Regions from separate parts of the Columba livia genome. Here region 2 is linked to region 1. Evidence: chromatin contacts called from public Hi-C data. All regions are on one chromosome and are shown on one strand. The core of a region is the stretch at or near the end of the contact, and the rest is flanking DNA. Distances in the headings are between cores, read along the strand shown.

Region 1 (2,700 bases), core at 21-2,520:
TTTTTAATGTCTTAGGTACAATATATCAGTCCTTTCCAACAATAAATTTTAGAAGAACTGATGTCTTTCTTTTTCTCTCTTTTTTTTTTTTTTTTCCTGATTGAACAATGAAACCATGCTCTTATGTTGCAAATAAATTCACGTCCCTGGCTTTTCGGACAAGGGCTTTAAGTGTCTGAGACATGCCACTTGCTGTCATCAGGGTTAACCAAACAGGACCAAGTTAAGGGCCTTTAGAAAAATCTCAGTTTTCACATGCTCTGTCAGGGCTCATTAGCGTTTGGCAGATGACTACTTTGAGGAGTTCATCCGCGCCGAACGGGCTGCAGCAGCACAAGAGCTTTTCCCACCGCTCACGCTGCCGGCCGCAAAGCTGGAGGGGAGGCTGGATCTTCACCCCTCCGCTCGGGAGCGGCAGCCTCGCCACCCTCGGGGGCCGGGGGCGACGCCCGGCTCTGCCCCGCTGTCGGTGCCCTTTCCCCCGGAGAGGCGAGCAACCCCAGGGAGGGCACGGCGGGGAGCGGCGGCCAGAGGGAAAGGGCAATGACTCAACACGGACGCGCAACAGCCCGTGTACACAGTCGCCTTTTACTTTTTTTTTTTGGTATAATGTACAGAAAAGCACTTGTACCAAGCGTCCCGTGCTGCGGCGTGGTGGGCACCTGCTCATTTTATTGAGTATCTTAAAGTCTCCAAAGTCACGTCTAGCCCACCGGTTCGCGTCTTCCCGATTCATCTGTCCCTTGCGCGATCGCAACGAAAGTTAAGGAATCATTTTTTCACCTCCTGTGGGATCCCGAAAACCCTTTTTCTTTACCGCCGCTCCCTTCCCGGTTACTGAAACGCGGTAGGGAGGCAGCCGCCGCCGGGCAACCGCACCGCACAGCGAGGGGCCGGGCCCCGGGGGCTCTCCCGCAGCGCATCCCAGAGCCCCACCACCTTTACCTTGATGCCCTGCTGCTGGGTGGTCAGGGTGAGCTTGGACTCGTCCAGGAGCAAAACTTCGCAGTAAAATTCCTCCGGGACCGCGCAGAAACAGCCCATACCTGCTGCGATAGCCGGGGACGGGGCGAGGAGGCGGGAAGAGCCTCAAGCGGCGGCGGAGAGGGGCTGAGGCGCAGCCGGGTCTGGGCCGCGCCCGGCTCCGCACCCGGTTCCGCGTCCCGCCGCAGCGTTGCAGAGCGGCGTGTGCTAGGGCGCAGCACCCAGCCCCACGGTGCGGCCCTCAGCCGCCATCCCGCGGAAGAGCCTGGACGAAAGGTGCCGGGCGCTCCCTGTGGGAAAGAGGGAGGAAAAAAACCGGCGGCTTTTTAGGAAGGAGCTCAGGGCGCAGCCCTCGCCCGCGGCGGGCTGTCACAGAGCTCCCCGCTGCTGCCGCCTCGGGGTGGTACCGAGCCTCTCACCCGCCCCCGTCCCGTCCCCCGCCCCGTCCGCGCACGTTTCCGCGCCTCCCCTTTGTGTGGAGGAGCGGGCGCCGGGGAGCTTTCTCCGCCGCCGGTGCCGGAGAGGGATTCCCTGCCCGGCGACCATGTTACCCCTTGGCCGCGGACCCTGCTAGCGGAGTGGGGCGGCGGCAGTGCCCGGCGGACGCGGGGCTGGCGTCCCCCGGCTGCCCTCGGCCATGTAGGGAGGGCGCCGGCAGCCGCTCGCCTCCTCCCCCGGCAGGGGCGGAGGGATGGCGGGAGAACCGCCGGGCGCTGCGAGCGATCCAGCCGCCGGGCAGCCGCCGGCCGCCTCCTGCCGGCCGCCGCACTGGGCTCCCCCCGGGCGGACGGCGGCGGAGGGGGGCGGCTTTGAGACGGAGGCCGGCAGACGGCACCTGCCCGGCGAGGAGCCGCCGCCGCCTATGGGCTGACTGCTCCGCGCCCGCCCGACAGCTACACCGTCCGCGACTCAGAACGCGGACCGGCTCGCGGCACCGTGCCTCATCTCACGGTACCCCACCGGCATCCCAGGTCGGGAGTCGGATCCTCGCTGCCCTTTCCCGGGACTCAGCCGTGCCGGTTGCCGGCAGTGGGGCGGGGGCGCTGGTCCCGGTCCTGGTCCTGGTGCCGTCCGCCCTCCTCGGGCTTCCCCCGCCGGCCCCTGCCCCCGCTGCCCTTCCCGGCTGCCACACTGACCCCTGCGGGGCCGCGCTGTCCCGTGGACCGGCGGCGGGTTGGTCTGGGTGGTGCCCCGCCGGGCTCGGCGGTGCTGCCCGAAGGGTGTCCGGTGAGGGAGCGAGTTTTGTCCCGCTGCTTCCCGGCAACGGCTTCGGGAGACACCGATGGAGGGGCTGATTTTAAAAGCAGCCATGTCCCGAAATGTTTCCTCCAATGTGCTGTTAAATACTGAACTTGCTACAGATATATTTAATTTAAAAACCAACAGCCCTGTATTATTAAAAAAAATATATATAGAACACAGAAAAACTTGCAACCACCTTTGCAGTTGCTGTCTGTAGTTTCTGGAGCACACACCAGTCCACCTTTGTAATTCGTTGCTGTACACATCTATATTCTATGATTTTTCCCCCTCAGGCAGAAAGCTGAGTCCTGATCCCACAGATGGCTGTGCATTTGCTTAAGTTTTCATGAATGTGTTGCCCTATTGAAGATCATATAAGGTTAAGAATATGCATATATGTTTTTCTTAAGATAGTTAACGTGCTCACATTGCAGAAGAGAAAGGCATAAGGAGATTTCCCACTTGACAAACCCT
Region 2 (2,700 bases), core at 71-2,570, 120 kb before region 1:
TTCAATAGGATAGCAAAGGAAGAGAGAATAATAATAAGCAATAATTATCAACTAAAAGAATAATAAATTAAGTAATAAAATAATAGAATATACAAAATAAGTGATGTACAATGCAATTGCTCACCACCCACTGACCAATGTTCAGGCCATCCCCAGGCAGTGACTGCCCCCGGCCAGCTTCTCCCAAGTTTATACACATGACATCGTGTGGTATGGAATATCCCTTTGGTCAGTTTGGGTCAGCTGTCCTGGCTGTGTCCCCTCCCAGCTTCCAGTACACCCTCTGCCTTCTTGCTGGTAGGCCAGCAGGAGAAGCTGAGAAGTACTTGACCACTTAACGACAACTGAAACATCACTGTGTTAACAACATTATCCTTATTCTATATCCAAAACACAGCACTATACCAGCTACTATGAAGAAAATTAACCCTATGCCAGATGAAACCAGGACACAGAATTAGTGCAAAACCCCAGCTGTTGCTAAAGTTGCACCTAGGATTCACCAAAATTCATGCAGTTTAATAAATTAGTGTTTTACACAGTGGTAGAGACTACATTTGCATGGAGAGATTATATTTGCTTGGGGGTTATATAAACTCAGTGTCTACAGCTAGACTGTTCCACACCATCTGAATTGTGAGGGATGCAACTTTTAGGCAGATTCAACATGCATAAATGGTGTCACTGAAGTCCAAAGTTTCTCAAAGACTGTACATCAGAGATACAGCTTGCCTTATTATTTTTTTTTTCTCTCCTTAAACTAAAGGGCCTATTATAATAAAAAATGCTTTTGGATAGATATAATCCAAATTTAAATGAAGATCAAGTAGCACAGCAGAGTTCTGCATTTTAGCATCTGTTGCATTGGCTCTCCCTTGCCCAGTGACAGAGCTGTATCAGAAATAATTCCGAACTGTCCTCTAGCACTGTTTTCACTGTTTACTTATTTCACCATTACTGTGTTTGGCTCACTTCCATGCTTCAGCCCAGGAATAATGTTCAGAGACAGCTATATTGCAGTAAATGTTTTACAGTTGATGTAAAGGCAGATTATTTAGGGATGGCAATGTTCTGGGCTTTTTTTGTTTGTTTGTGTGTTTGTTTTTATTTCACAGGTGCAGAAGTACTGGGAGATACTAGTTTATGGCTTTATAAATACCACAGAGAGACAGAAGGGTAAGAAACAACCTCACATTTGTGATTCCCTAGTGGGACTATTATGAAGTAACCCCTAACCTTCTCAGGCTCCAAGGTGGCGATGGCTTCCCAGGCAGCAAAGGCAGCATGACAACAACAGCCCAGACTATTCCTGTCCCTGACAGACTGCTCTGCTGCCAGTTCCAGCTACTCAGGTCCTCATGATGCCAACGGCAAAGGCCACAAGTAGCTTGCAGTCTGGCTGTTCTCAGCATTCAGAGCTTTTTGTGGCTTTATGTGTTTTTTTTTATTATGTTGCATTTAATTTTCTCTGATTTTCACTTCTCCTATTTCTTCTTCTTCCTTCTTGCATTTACTTCTCCTTCCTACATCCGTCCATGCTGGTTTTAACTCCCTGATGCAGTACCTTGGTATGCAGTGGCATTTAACAGCCTTTTTCACCCCTCGGTTTTGAATTGATTCCTCCTTCAATGCAACCCCCTATTCACAACGTAGCAGCTGCAAACCCTGCATCACCCTGGGGCTAGGAAGATAGACATTCTCCTCCGAGGCTGAATAATCAGCCAATGGGGAATGTGAAAGCTCCCTGAAAAATGCCAGCTTCTCCCGGGAGGCTTTGTAATGCTTAAAAGCCTTAGTTTGCCTGAGGAAGCAAAGCCTCAAGGTCGCTCCCAAACCTGGATCCCCACAAAGCAGAGTATTGTGCACACCCCCAGCCCATCTAATCAGGTCAGGGCTTTTACTTATCCATGAAAACACAACAGTTCAGGATGTGGCTTTAAATCTCTCCTATCACCAAACATCATGTGAAGGCTCACCTACAGTAAGAAATCTTGATTTGTGGGGCAGCATGGAAAGAGAGTGGTTAAATAAGGAGTCATCTTCATTTCTCCATTATGTAGGAACTGTGTCTTCTGCTTTCTGTGGCCAGCTCCAGGCATTTAATTCTGTGATCTCTGTCATTCTCCCTCCTTCTACTGCTGCAACTATACTAGCAAGGAAGCCACGGCTGTAAAATACCGGTTTAGCAATATGGCATCCCAGGGTGGGGGTAGGGGGGAGGGGGAGGGAACAGCTAAACAGAGTGATTCCTCAGAGCAAACTGCTTTTATGAATTCCCATGTTGATGTTATTTATGTTCCCATCTGTTTAAGAAGTGTTACCATACTGGGATAATATCACAGCATTTATTCAACTCCCCACAAAAGAATATCCAGAAATATGACATAGAAAAAGTATGTTTTTAAATACATTTTCCTTCCAAAGGCCTGTTCCTGTACTTCCTTTGAAGGTAAAATGAAGAAAAGCTTACAAAAATAAAGGTCTTGTTAAGGTGAAATGTAGGTATTGCATACACTGAATAGAAAATTCATGTTTGTTTAGCTCTTAACAGTCTACAACAAAGCAATCCGTCTATTAAATCTTTGAAGCCAGATCATAATCCCTCTTTCACTCTGTTTTCGTCTTTTTATTGTGAATTGGTTTAGAACTTGCAGTTTTGACATATAATGCACACTCATATTGCCCTATTGCAGTATCTGA

Evidence for each region. A called contact is a pair of places that touch in the nucleus more often than the background predicts.
Region 2: a contact with region 1 is called in a Hi-C map of liver, with 5 times the contacts expected there. The contact joins the enhancer-like site here to the promoter of EPB41L4A in region 1. A contact is called at or near these places in 2 of 2 Hi-C or Micro-C datasets (crop and liver).

Annotation. Positions count from the first base shown.
Region 1 is chrZ:36,554,261-36,556,960 of bColLiv1.pat.W.v2, reverse strand. EPB41L4A (erythrocyte membrane protein band 4.1 like 4A) reads right to left here and starts at 1,270. Exons shown (of 23, transcript XM_065045412.1): 1 at 946-1,270. The coding sequence starts at 1,044.
Region 2 is chrZ:36,677,646-36,680,345 of bColLiv1.pat.W.v2, reverse strand. All of the region lies in intron 18 of EPB41L4A (erythrocyte membrane protein band 4.1 like 4A), which reads right to left. Among named protein-coding and RNA genes, the nearest start is that of EPB41L4A, 120 kb to the right of the region's middle. Within about 2 kb of position 1,320, at least 1 of the 3 cell types and tissues checked has an H3K27ac peak away from gene starts, as active enhancers do.